Linked DNA regions of Aphis gossypii: region 2 is linked to region 1. The links are chromatin contacts, called in public Hi-C maps. All regions are on one chromosome and are shown on one strand. The core of a region is the stretch at or near the end of the contact, and the rest is flanking DNA. Distances in the headings are between cores, read along the strand shown.

The links. A called contact is a pair of places that touch in the nucleus more often than the background predicts.
Region 2: a Hi-C map of whole body shows a contact between it and region 1, with 3 times the contacts expected there. The contact joins the promoter of LOC114122300 here to the promoter of LOC114122289 in region 1. A contact is called at or near these places in 2 of 2 Hi-C or Micro-C datasets (both in whole body).

The regions. Positions count from the first base shown.
Region 1 is chr1:47,277,165-47,283,843 of ASM2018417v2, reverse strand. LOC114122289 (copine-5-like) reads right to left here and starts at 3,068. Exons shown (of 10, transcript XM_027984900.2): 1 at 2,623-3,068. The coding sequence starts at 2,690. LOC114122288 (gametogenetin-binding protein 2-like) reads left to right here and starts at 3,197. Exons shown (of 12, transcript XM_027984896.2): 1 at 3,197-3,951; 2 at 4,313-4,512; 3 at 5,249-5,395; 4 at 5,460-5,675; 5 at 6,452-6,655. The coding sequence starts at 3,844.
Region 2 is chr1:47,414,244-47,421,093 of ASM2018417v2, reverse strand. It overlaps LOC114122300 (peptidyl-prolyl cis-trans isomerase-like), which reads left to right and starts at 3,186. Exons shown (of 3, transcript XM_027984919.2): 1 at 3,186-3,692; 2 at 4,475-4,691; 3 at 5,107-5,476. The coding sequence starts at 3,492. The coding sequence ends at 5,318. LOC114122284 (peptidyl-prolyl cis-trans isomerase-like) reads left to right here. Exons shown (of 3, transcript XM_027984893.2): 2 at 126-342; 3 at 407-675. The coding sequence ends at 615.

The DNA of each region.
Region 1 (6,679 bases), core at 1,819-4,318:
AATTGCTAAAGTGATTTTAATGTAAAATGTAATTGAATTCAATTTGAGGAGCAGGGGGGGCAAGTACCTCCCTGCCACACCCACGCCCTGAAGTGGATACATTAATTTGGAATTGATGTTCCTAAGTTGTCATAGGTAATATATTTCTTGCAGTACTTTGCCTTAGTTAACCTTTGGCCTTCTCACAGTTCATGAAATAATTGTTGAGTTCAGATACAATTTTATTCAAGATCGCCTTAAAATTAGTTGCATTATTTTCGAGATTATTTTCCATTTTAAATCAGAATCTAAACCATAATCAATATTTTTATTTTTATTATCTATTTCTTAATATTTTGACCATTAATCACAGTTTGTAGATAACTAATAGAAAATAACAACTGGTAAATTTCACAAACAATATTCAAATTTATATTAACATACTATAAAACATTTTGCTACATCATTTATGTAGTATGATAGTCTTTTTTTTTAGACCATGATTCATTATTGTTGCTACCCCTAAAATTTGTTGTTTGGAGCATTTTCTTCTTTTCTCTCCTACCCACAAGATGCGTCAATAAAGTAAATACTATTCACATTTTAGTATGAATAAACAGATGACAAAGTCATATTATAATTATTATGATAATAACCAAGTCCCTAATTAAATCCAGAATATAAGTTTTATGCTTATTACTAAATAAAAGTTCAAAACTTAATAATAATTAATAAGTCTAATTTGGTATACATTATTAATGCCAAATTAGGCTTTCAGCATATATTATAAATTATATTTTATACAAAAAACATATTTGTATATATTTACCATTTTTATAGTACTATATTATATAGGTAGTATGCAGAATCTTAATGTAAAAAATTAATATAATTCTTCATATTTTTTGAAAATTGTTGGTACTTATTACAAACAACTTTTATAAATTAAAAGGTATAATATATATACATTAGGTAATTCCTATTCTTTATAATCAACAATTGTATAAATATAATGAATTGTATTTATGAATACGTTTTTAAATTTTAATGACAATTATAAGAATATAGACGAAACACAATTTTAAAAGCTATGTAATAAAATATAAATAATAGCACAAAAATATGATCAGCAGATAGCAATTATGCATGTATATAGGTACATAGGTTGTAATTGATATTTATAGAAACAATATTATAGATAAAATACTATCTAGCATATTAATTATACCTCAGGCTAATTTTATTCTCAAATACATCAAATTTAATAATAATTGGTATTAAATACACCGTTAATGTAATATTGGTCCTGATAGATTGTTGTTTTTAAAATGAGAAAACTAAGTAGTTACTATGGTATACTCCAATAACTTTAGACTTTAGACATTATACTAATAATAAAAAATGCATACAAATTAAATATAAACACTTTGTTAGTGTTTGTTCTATAGTAAACTCTTTACAAAATCATTTCTGAAGTATCTTTTTTTGTCTCTTATATATTAATTAGTAGTTGTTTTTAGCATACTAATATTTACTAATACTTCGTTATAAAGGAATAACATAAAAATTTTCTTAACATAGTTTTTAATTATAATAAATATTTAAATAGTATTCAAAGACGTTCGTAGGAATTTATCAAGAGGGGGAATATAATTTAAGTTTTGTTTCATTATCTGTTAGAGTATTGTTTGTAACGTGTTTTATCTTATATAGGTATGAACATAGAAATTAAAATATTAATTAAGTATAGATAGTTAGAACCTAATAGCATTTATTTTAATAAATTAATGTGAAGTTTTCAATTAACAAGAGTATTTTTCTCTAATAAATAAAATGTCACCATTGATTTGATAATATTAGGATGTTAATAAATTTAAATGTTTCTAGCTTCTATAAAATAAATATTGAACTACAACACATTGGAAATTATTATATCTATGAAATCTATGAATATTAATTAATTTTTACAAAAAAGTAATAATTTGGTTGAAATTATACTTGGCCCCACCACTATTTGCCATAAACAGCAATTGTAATTCATAATTGAGTGCAATAAAGATCACTTGATAAAAAAAAAAAAAAATTTTTTTTTTTTAATTTCAAAAATAAAATACTCATTTTGTGATATTTTATACTACATGTTGATTATGATAATTGACCCAGAAAAAATCCAAGAGATGTGATCGGGGCGATCAAAATTTTAGCAAGTAAGGGCTACTTGCTCTACCCTTGATTGTATTATAATAACATAACTGGTTTTTAACTCATAATATATACAACTAATGCTTAATAGTAAATAGTTTATACATGTACATAGAATCATTCAATAGTATAGTAGCTTGTTAGTAAAGAATTAAACAAGAATAAGACATATAAGTGAGAAATATTGATTAAATACCTAAAGTATTAGGTATTGGTTTTTCTAATCTTAAGTAAAGTAATGAATAATCAAAAGATTAAAATATGAGGGATGTTTTTTATTCAATTTACGTATCATGTCTATAACTTTTTAAATGCATATATGTCATAATACAATCAAAACTGACATAAGCGACACCGTAGCAGACACAATTTTTTGTTTTTAAGACGTTTATCATACTTCACATTGAGATATTTAAAAAAAATATTAATCAAAACAATCACCTGCAAGATAATGTCAGTTCGATTTCAGACGTTGGTTCGGTTGACGAACCAGGCTTAAACATGGCCATAGTGACGGTTTTTCGAAGATGAGGGTTTTGCTTTTAGAACGAAAAAGAGACAACGATGAAATGATGGCGTGTAGAAAAAAACCTATTCCACGATTAACTCGACCATGACTCAGATGTGACGTACGAATGTTATTAGTAAATATTTGTTAAAATAAACTGTAGAACGTGATTCAATAAGTTATGCATAGATAAACGTTTAAGCTTTTATGTCATGAGACATAATTTCACTACGCCTAACAACAACTAACAAGTGTTCCCTGCGTTATCACGAATGAAACGTTATCAGCGAAGACCGGAGACAGCGATGGAATATAATAATAATAATAATAACATTGCTATTTTCTAACGAAAACAAGAATGTATTATTAGGAGAGGACGAAAAAAAACACGAACCAGTGGACCACTACAACAACACGATGTCTGATAACGTGACAATACGGGTTGGGCGGGTGATAACACAGCTTCGGCGGCAGCTGTCGGGTCCAAGGAGAATGGGTTTTACGTGACGTCAACTTTACTCAAGTCCACGTCCAGGCAGCGGAGGGACGAATCGACCTGCGAAAATAATGTCGACGGCGATATTTTGAAGACGGGCGCGCTGTCATTCGACGTTCAGGGACCTCAGGACGATCGGACCGTGTGCTGCGGGATTCGGTGCCATCCGTTTGGTTTTGGTCGTTTTGGAAGTTTTGGTGCGTCAGGTTCCAAGGACGTTGTATACCAGTCTACGTTGATCGTCCCCGTGCGTTTCGCCCGATTGGCGATTTCCCTCCCGTCATCAACACCGCCACTCATTGCTCGCACAGTCGCACGTACTTCTACTACTTCTACACCGCGCTCGCGTTAAAGGCGGATTTGTACTCATCAGTGTTTCGCCCGTTTTTAATAAGACAAGTTTTTGCCGTCGTCGTGTGTAAAACATATAAACCTCGTACGTTTGGACGAGTATAGAACGAACGGTTAAAGGCCCCATACGCCGTTTTCACGTTTTCTTCGTTTTTCGGATCTACGTCGTCCGTACTCGGTTCGCGTCCAGCCGTGTGTGTTATTAATAATAATAATATCAACACACGCTCACGCATATACATATATATTTAGGTATATAAGGTCAATGGTATTCTGTGACTATATCGCGACCACACAGCAATCTTAAATGTTGCAAACAGAGAGGATGCCCGACCTGGTGGAAGTGATGAGAATGGGCAAGGACCATCGGCTCAAGCACAGGCAGTTGCCCCTACAAGTCGACGAGAACTTGACTGTGAGTTCGTCCTCCGAGTTTCCCCCATTGTTTTTTCTAGAAATTCTCATGTTCCCCTCAACACTTCAAATTGGAGAATCCAATGCTCACCATCGATCCCTACTGGCTAACTGTTTCAACAGCTTTGTTTCAAATCCTCTTGATAAGTTTCTTAAAAGCATTGCCATTATTAATTGTCTATTACCTACTATAATGTTTGGTGTTTCTAAAATTTAAATCAACGCGCTTAACAATACTATTTTTAGTTGGTTTTTAGTCTTGCGTTGTACTAGATTAAATTATGATACTTATAATACTTGTATTGTTGTTTTATATCTGTGACCTATGATTTCTTATGTAATTGACTGTCTTTTGTTTACAGTTGGTGATGGATCTTAGCAACGAAGATTTGGTACAAGAAGTAAAACAAGTACCACCATTAAAAGTTCAATCTTTGGATAGTTTTGTGAAAAAATATCGCATGCTAAACAAACGCGAATTGCAAGATGTATTGAAAGTATCCATTAAAGAAATATTAGATATAATGAGTGAAAGTATCGACTGTGTTGGATGCCGTAGAAGGTAGGTTTGGTTCCATTATATTTTAAAGTTAATTAATCTTAATTGTTGGCTGCTAACATGATCATTATCAGTAAAATGATAAAGTTGATCTTTCATCAATAATTCTGATCTAATGCCTTTGTAGACACAGTTTTTTATATAAATGTTTAAAATGGGGTTTAAAACTTTATTAATTAGGTACCGTTTAAAGATATTATTTATGTTGTCGATATTTTTGTTTTTTAAGAAATTAAACTTTATCAACTACCTATTAAAATATTTATTTACATTAAATATTAATCAATTTTAATGTTAATTTTCTAATAATTGTATAACATTTGGAAAAGATTAATTAAAATAGCTATTTTATTCATTTGCTGGGAATTTTTTTTCAACCCATGTCTTAGTTATAATTGGTTGGAACTTATAATAGTTTTTTCATTTTCTGTTTTTATTTTTAATGCAAAAATTGATGTACAATCTTAAACTGTTATAATTTATTAAATTTGTATTCAATTACTTAATTATTCCATATCTTAATATAAACTTTTTAATTTCAAGGTTTACTCTAAATTCCATTTTTACACAATTTTAAAGGTATATATTATGTTTCAATTTTTTTATCATTTTATTTTCTGTACCTTTTATCTTGTTTTTTTAATATGTTAAAATTACTTAAGAGTTACGTAACCTATATGTATGAGTAGAAGTTGAATTAAAATAGTAAATTACATTATTATGAAATTTTATATTTCAGCGCTGAAAAATTATTTGGTGAAATGGCCAAACTTGGTCAAAATGCATTGTTTCCTCTTGTTGTAGTTAATAGCAACTTTATTTCTATAAGATATGAATTTTATGATGAAGAAAGGTGCATGTATAATTTACTTCAGAACACCAATGGGTAATTTAATCTAATTTCAATAACATGTTTTTTAGATAATTAATTGTCAAAATATTTTTTAAAGGAATCGTTTATCATCAATTGCATCAAGTCGAAGGCAATCAAAAAAAAGTAAAAGATGTGTTTACCATTCCCTTGAGTCCCAAAGACTTGTCCGACCCATGGCAAGTGGATGGCAAGATATATGGAGACATATGACTGAACCATGTAGAGATGAAATAGTGCTTATAGAAGCTAGTAGTTTATTGAGCACACTGGATAATTACCTCAGAAAACATAGGTTATTATAATTTATTTTTTATATATATAGGATTAGACTCTTTTTCGTTTTATAGCTAAATATTCTATTTAATCTATTTCATGAAAGTATCTTTTAAAGTATTTAAAATGCTCCAAATACCATATTCATTTTATATATTAATTTGTAATTGCGTAAATTCATTAATATTTCTTATACTTTAAATACATTTTTAAAGTATCTTCTCATATCAGATAAGAATATCTAAATTATCAATATTGTCTTTAATTTGAATTTATACCTGTGTCGGTGATGTCTCATACATGTAACATAATTAAAATATTCAATAAAAAAATTCAAGATAGCATTGTTTTTAAAGGAATTTATAAACTTATTATTTTATTAATTTTACAATTAAGTATCAGTTTGACATTTTTTAACCTTTATGAAAAATAATAATTTAGAAATTATTTTAATAACCTCAAGTTTTTGTTATAATTAATAGTTTTCTGCAGTATATGTTTGAGAGTCAATAATTAACAAACCTTATTTTTGTCTTTAATTATAGGAAAAACAATTAGTTCAATTTTCTATGTTGTTAATATACATTTTTAAGTACCTTGTATATAAAATCATATAAACTTTTCATTTTCAGCAACAAAAATAACATCTTTTAAATAGTAATCATAATAAAATTTATGTTATGTGTTACAATTTCACTATTTTTTGCTGTTGATATTAGCTTATTAAATATGAAAAGTTTCCACTTTTATTTATTATATTATATATTCACATTTAATTTAAATATTGCTTATTAGATTTTGTGGTGATTGTCGTACAAAAGTGATGAAAGCATATGCATTACTTATTGAAGAAGAAGATCCGTCCAAAGAAAAAGGTTATATAGAAGAACTTTATGCAGGTATTAAAAGATGTGTTGGGGATAAACACGTCCATTTAGACACTGATATTAATTATATTGGTGCATTGATCAGTCGTGCTGAACCAGAATTAATGGGAAAGTAAGTTGTATACTAGTAAAATAT
Region 2 (6,850 bases), core at 1,937-4,436, 140 kb before region 1:
TCATATTTTAACTTTGAATCTACTAAAATCTATGTTTATTATATTAGTTTTTGTCATTACAATTGAATAAGCTTTAAATCTAATATTTTAATCTAACTCTTATTTAATACATTTTTTTACTATAGTTACGAAAAGACGTTGTGCCAAAAACTGCTGAGAATTTCCGTGCTTTGTGCACTGGTGAAAAAGGTTATGGTAATAAAGGTAGCGTTTTCCACCGTGTCATCCCCAACTTCATGTGCCAAGGTGGTGACTTTACTAATCATAATGGCACTGGAGGCAAATCCATTTACGGTGCCAAGTTTGGTGATGAAAACTTTACCCTTAAACATACTGGACCAGGTATGAATTTATATTGATTATTTATTATATTATGTAAATTAACTAATTTATCATTGTTTTGTAGGTATTTTATCGATGGCTAATGCTGGTCCAAATACTAATGGTAGTCAGTTTTTCATCACTACAGTCAAGACTACATGGTTAGATGGTAAACATGTTGTTTTTGGATCTGTTACCGAGGGTATGGATGTTGTAAAAAAATTAGAGAGCTATGGAACTGATACAGGAGAGACCAAAAAGAAAGTTGTTGTAGCTAATTGTGGAGAACTTTAAGCATTTTTTTTACAAACATTCTGTTACTAACATTTTCATTAAAAAATATGCTGAATTTTATGTTAACTTTAATTCATTAAGTGAAACATTCCATTTTTTTTATTATGTAATTAATTTTCTCCTATTTTCTTATAATTTTTTTTTTACACTTATGTATGAATATCTTGAATTGTTTAGAAAATTATAACAAGCTGATGATAATTTTTAGATGAAGAAAAAAAAACATTAACAGTTATTAACTAGTTCTCTTCTACATTTTTTTCATCTAGTGTTACAACAGTGGCTAAAAAAAATTAATAAATAGCAATTAAAAAAACTGATGTTAAATTATTTTACCTCTCAATTAAATAAATTATATGATTAACCTCATCAATTATTCAAATGTATGTATCCAAATAAGTGCTCATCTAACACTCGAAAGATAAATATTGAAGTATAGAAGAATCCGTTTAATTGGGATACTACATAAGGAAACACCCGTTTAATGGGGACAAATTAGCTTAGTTCCAAACGAATGTATTTATTTTAGGTAATTTAACTTCATTTATTGGAGGTAAACTTTCGGTTACAAATAGTTAAGGAGCAAAGATAAAATTGTCTAATTTGATGTTTTAACCCAACATGTCAAAACTAACTATCTAATATTTATAACTCATATATACATACATACATGTACATTTTGTTAATTATTTAATTTTTGTAAATCATTTCATTTTCTCCTACTGCCATGTACTTTTTGAAAATAAGAATCAATTAGCCTACATACCTAGGTACAACATTACTTTATGACGAACATGTACAATCAATTAATTAATTTACGATATAATAAAAAGTATTTGAATTAACTAGGTATGTTTCAATAGAGTTGTTATGTTAAGTATATGCACTTTAATAGTTTCGGTTTATTGGTTATTTAGATAATGGGGACAAATAGGTCACTGCCCAATGTCTCCCAATTAAGCAGATTCTACTATATAATATACAAACATCTAGTTACCTATCAGAAGTATCTAAAAATATTTTAATAATTATTATAAATTTACATGGTGCAATATAATGAAGTTGGTAGTTATTGGCAAGTTGTATATTTTACATTACCTACTATAACTTATTACAGCTGGGTATTGAGTATAAACTAAACCTTATAGGTTAAAACTAAAAATATAAAATACAAAGCAGTGAAATTCAAAAATGTTAGTATTTCAACATTTTCTGTTTATGCTTTATTAATATTGCAGGTATTTGGTTAAATTGTATAAAGCAATAAAGTAACATACATTTTGTTTTTATGCAGGAATATTATTTTATTTTTATCAAGTCATACTTATTTTTTGGTTCATTCACTTAATTGTTTAGTATTATGTTGATATTTTACCTACTTAATACAATCCATTTAATGAACAAGAATTAAAAAGTATGTTAGTATATCGTAATTAGTAGGTTACAAAAATGTTATGCATTTATTGTAAAATATAAATGATTTATAATACATTCTTTATGATATAGGAGACAAAAATACACTCATTACACAAGGGCTATTAAATATTACTACGCTCGGTAAGTTGTACATTTTTTGCAAATAAGGTTATAAGATAATATTTCATGATGTAGAGAAGATCTCTGCATCCGACATCGTGTCATATTTATAATATAAGACAAGAAAAAACGTTTTACACAAAATTAGTAGTTACTATTTGGTAGGTATTCTATTGAATTTGTGCGTTGTAACCAAATAATATTAAATTTAGAATTGTGTTATATGATTATTATAGGTAGTTTTTTTCAACATGCAATGTGTTTCAAATTTTGAACATTCTATTTACTACATAACTTTAGAAACTTTTAAATTCTTATTTATCAATAGCCATGTCTTAATATTGCATAATATTCTGTTTTCCAACACGACATAATTATGTACATCTAGTAATTACCACGGGCAAGAATAAAATACTATATTTTAATTTACATTTTAGATTGTGATTGGAACAATGATGGTTTATTGGTTATTCGATGATTTGTGAAAATATTAGAGGAATATGCAAATTGCAAATGTGTTGTATTTATGAGATTTTTCAAAATGTCCGTATTTGTCCAATAAATACTTGATTTTAGGTGTTACCTTTTATTTTTGTAACGATTGGCAGTCGAACACGTTATGTCACATACCTATTGATAATCGTTTCGATATAAATGTTATACCTACCTAATAATAATCGATATAGGTAATGTTATAATGAAATAACAAATATAATACCTAGTCAATAATACATAAATATAAAATTGTTTTAATAATACAATTTACAAAATAATATTTTAAACACACCTCTTTTTTAATATAATATTATGACTTATGGTATACCATTTTGATGATGTATAATAAATATTAGGTACCTATTTAGTTAATTTGTTTTTTTACAACAAGGAATATTATTTTTCTGTTTCATGTGTGTAAATGTATAATTATTTAAAATAAGTAAATAAAACTATTGCAGTGCAACAAAATACAATTCATTCTTTGTAAAAATTCGAATGGGATGTTGGGGCTCATTGAAAATTACTGGGACAGGGGCACGCCGACTCAGCCAGCGTAACGACAATCGGCAAGTTGCCTAAAAACTTAAATAACGGGGAACGGACATTAAGTATTTGAGTTTAAAAGTATTAACAGCCTGCTGTTTATCGACGTACTGCTACTGTATTTGACATTTTGACCCCGTCACGATGACCTAAGGACCGGCGTTTTACGAATGTAAATCATGATAGGCGCGCGCGCCGCGCACAGTCGCTAGTCAGCAGTCGCTAACGAGTTTCCATTCTCCTTGGACGTTGTAGCGTCTGTGTGCTGTATAACCTCGAAACCGGACGAAAGCAACACAATGGCGTCCACCACGTTTCGCTTGTTCACCCGCCGACAATTCCAGTACTGCTCCGCTCCGAATCACTCGTACACCGGAGGTCTTGCTTCATTCCTTTTATACTCAACGAAATCAAAAGCTTCATCTACCAAGATGAGTCTCCCGAAAGTGTTCTTCGACATGAGTGCCGATGGTGAGCAATTGGGCCGCATCACTATCGAGGTAAGTGTTGACGCTGAGAATTTTTCTGTTCGGCCTGTTTTCAATTTGGTTTTCAAACGCCGAATAGAATGAGAACGCGTACAGGTATCTTCTCCGTTAACCATACGTGGTTTTCTCGCCGAATTTCAATATTCCTCACGCCTCGACTAGCAGATTTTTAAATTCCCATGTTTTTCACGTTCTTGTACGCTTTGCTGTGACTTGGCCGACGCCTTGATGACAATTAGAGTATTACAGTAAGGAATTGTTTTTATTTGCGTTCGATCTCAACGGAATGCCGAACATTCTTGTCTCTGACGTTTGGAACGGGTCCAAAATACCTTGATAGTACCTCTTGCTCCCCAACATCGACTGAAATCCTGTCTAGGAGATACCATTTAAATGTAAATAAACATTTTCGTTGATCTTTTTGTTTCGGTAACTGGAAATATGTAGAGTTAGGACTTTCCAAAAGGAGGTAAATCTGTTAACAATACGAGAGTTACGTGTTTGTAATGGTTCCTCTTTAAGGACTTGTTTTTTTATTTTCTATTAGTGAACGAATTTTAGTCTGAGGCAAGACGTCTGATTTTAATTCTCATTAGAAACCACGTGTTTTACGCCGACACTAGTTGAATTTTAACTGTTGAGTGTTGGTATGGTATACATTGTTTTTTTTACTCTATGGCGATGATTGAAGAGATTATTTCTCCTCTGTCAATCTGAAAAATAAAATAACTGTGAAATTGCTATTGTAGGTTTTCCTTAGGATAATAATTAATCAATACTAATCTTTTTTATAGCTCCGCAGTGATGTAGTACCAAAAACAGCCGAAAATTTCCGTGCTTTGTGTACAGGCGAAAAAGGTTTTGGATATAAAGGAAGCATTTTCCACCGTGTCATTCCCAACTTCATGTGCCAAGGTGGAGATTTCACTAACCATAATGGCACTGGAGGAAAATCCATCTATGGAAACAAGTTTGAAGATGAGAACTTCACATTGAAGCACACCGGTCCAGGTGAGTTACTTTTAAGTTAAAATTTTATTCATCTTATTATGAATTCACTAGCTGAAACTCTTGCAAAAACATAATTGTTTAAAAAAGTAATTTGATATTGTTTATTTTTAATCAATACTATTTTAAAATTGCCTGTATTTATCATTTTATATTTAAAATTAAAATTTTAGTTGATCCGTGTAAATATTTTATAATGCTCTTGTAAATCCAAAACGTCTATACCTAAATTAATTTAAAAATATCAAAATAAATGTTTTTTTCTCATTATTAATTTCCAATTGCATTTAGTTTTAATAAAATTGTTTTATTAGTCTGTACCTTGTGAAACAACTACATCACTACTATTTATAGTTATATGAAGTTGGTAAACAAATAAAAATGTATTAATTTTATTAACAAATAAAATGTATTTCAGGTATCCTGTCTATGGCCAATGCTGGGGCCAATACAAATGGTAGTCAATTTTTCATTACCACTGTTAAGACATCGTGGTTGGACACCAAACATGTAGTTTTTGGTGCCATCGTTGATGGTATGGATGTTGTCAAGAAAATCGAGTCCTATGGTACTCAGAGTGGTAAAACTACCAAAAAGATCACTGTCGCCAATTGTGGACAATTGAGTTAATTTTTTTGTTTTACATTTAAATGTCAAACGTATCAATTGAATAATTTGGAACAATAATTAATGTCAAATATGTGGTCTACTTAAAAATGTTTAATGCATTTATCTGTGTGGTATTCTGGATACACAAATTGATAATACATTCTAAATAGTTAATATTATATTTGGTTTTTATTCATCTTTGTAAACCTTCCAAAATTCTTAATCCTGCCAATTTTTAAAACTATGTTTTTGTATCCAATATGCCAATATTTTCTACATAATAGATTATAATTTTACTACTGTTGAATTCAAAATAAATTGTTTCAATGCTTCATGGCCGCACAATTTTTATTTTACTGGTAAATTAGGGTATTTTGTACCGTATTTTAACATTTTTATTTGAGGGCAATGTAGCATTAATGAAGTGCACAATTTATAACTCGTAGAATAAGTTAATTAGTGTGATACTGCTTGGAGTAAATAAATTTTACCTCATGAAACAATACAATAGTAATTTGGTCATTGAAAAACTAAAATAATATGTTAAGCTGACATAATCTTTAATACTCGACACCAAAGATCTCCAGCTAACAACATGTATGCCGGGTATGGCTCACCAAGCTAATTTATGCTTTGATATTAGTATAAATTTTCTATTCTTCAATTTCATTATTTTCTTATTTCTTATAAAACATTGGCCCGCCGTTTAAAAAAGATTGGAAACCCCTTTTCTACATATTGAGAAAATAAGTTATGATTCTACACTTGAGTAGTACTTGGAATTTTAGCAAAATAAAACTGGTCTCTATTTTAGAGTATTTTGAGGATGTGTAGAATTTACATGTTTTCTCGTTTTTAAAGAATATAGAGTAATATGATTTATAACCATGCAATGTTGAGTAAAAGATAATGTAGAAATATTTAACTTAAACGCTCATTGAGATGTTATACATTTGAATTTTGTGTAATGTTTTATTATATAAATTTTTTTTTCTCTTATATTTTAAACAATCTAAACTTTTGTGGACATAATATTATGTTTATGTGGTTATTCTGGTTATAGAATAGAGTACAAACAAATTAATTTTATCGATCGAGTACGGAATTCATATAATTAGATATTTATAAACGATACTTGATGACAGAAGTCATCCACTTCTTTTTCAGGGGTGATTTCTGTTGGCAAAGTAAATATCATTAGTGCATTATAAAATCTAAAGTAAGAATTTTTCAAAAAAATGTATTGAAATTATATCACAGAACTATAAATCTAAGAGTACAGATCTATAGTGAATGATAGTGATTAAAATAATTAATATAAGTTAAAAGTTTAATCATACATCATATTACTCTTTAAGATATCAAATAATATAATATGAAACCAAGTTGTATAAATTAAAAATTCTAAAGATCTACTTATTATAACATACCTAATGTTAATGACGTTGATTAATTGTTTTCCAACTCGCACCCATCTAGGTATCTGACATCTGTATCACTTATTAACTTGTATCACATTTAGTATTTATACTCATTGAACATTCTTCACATCA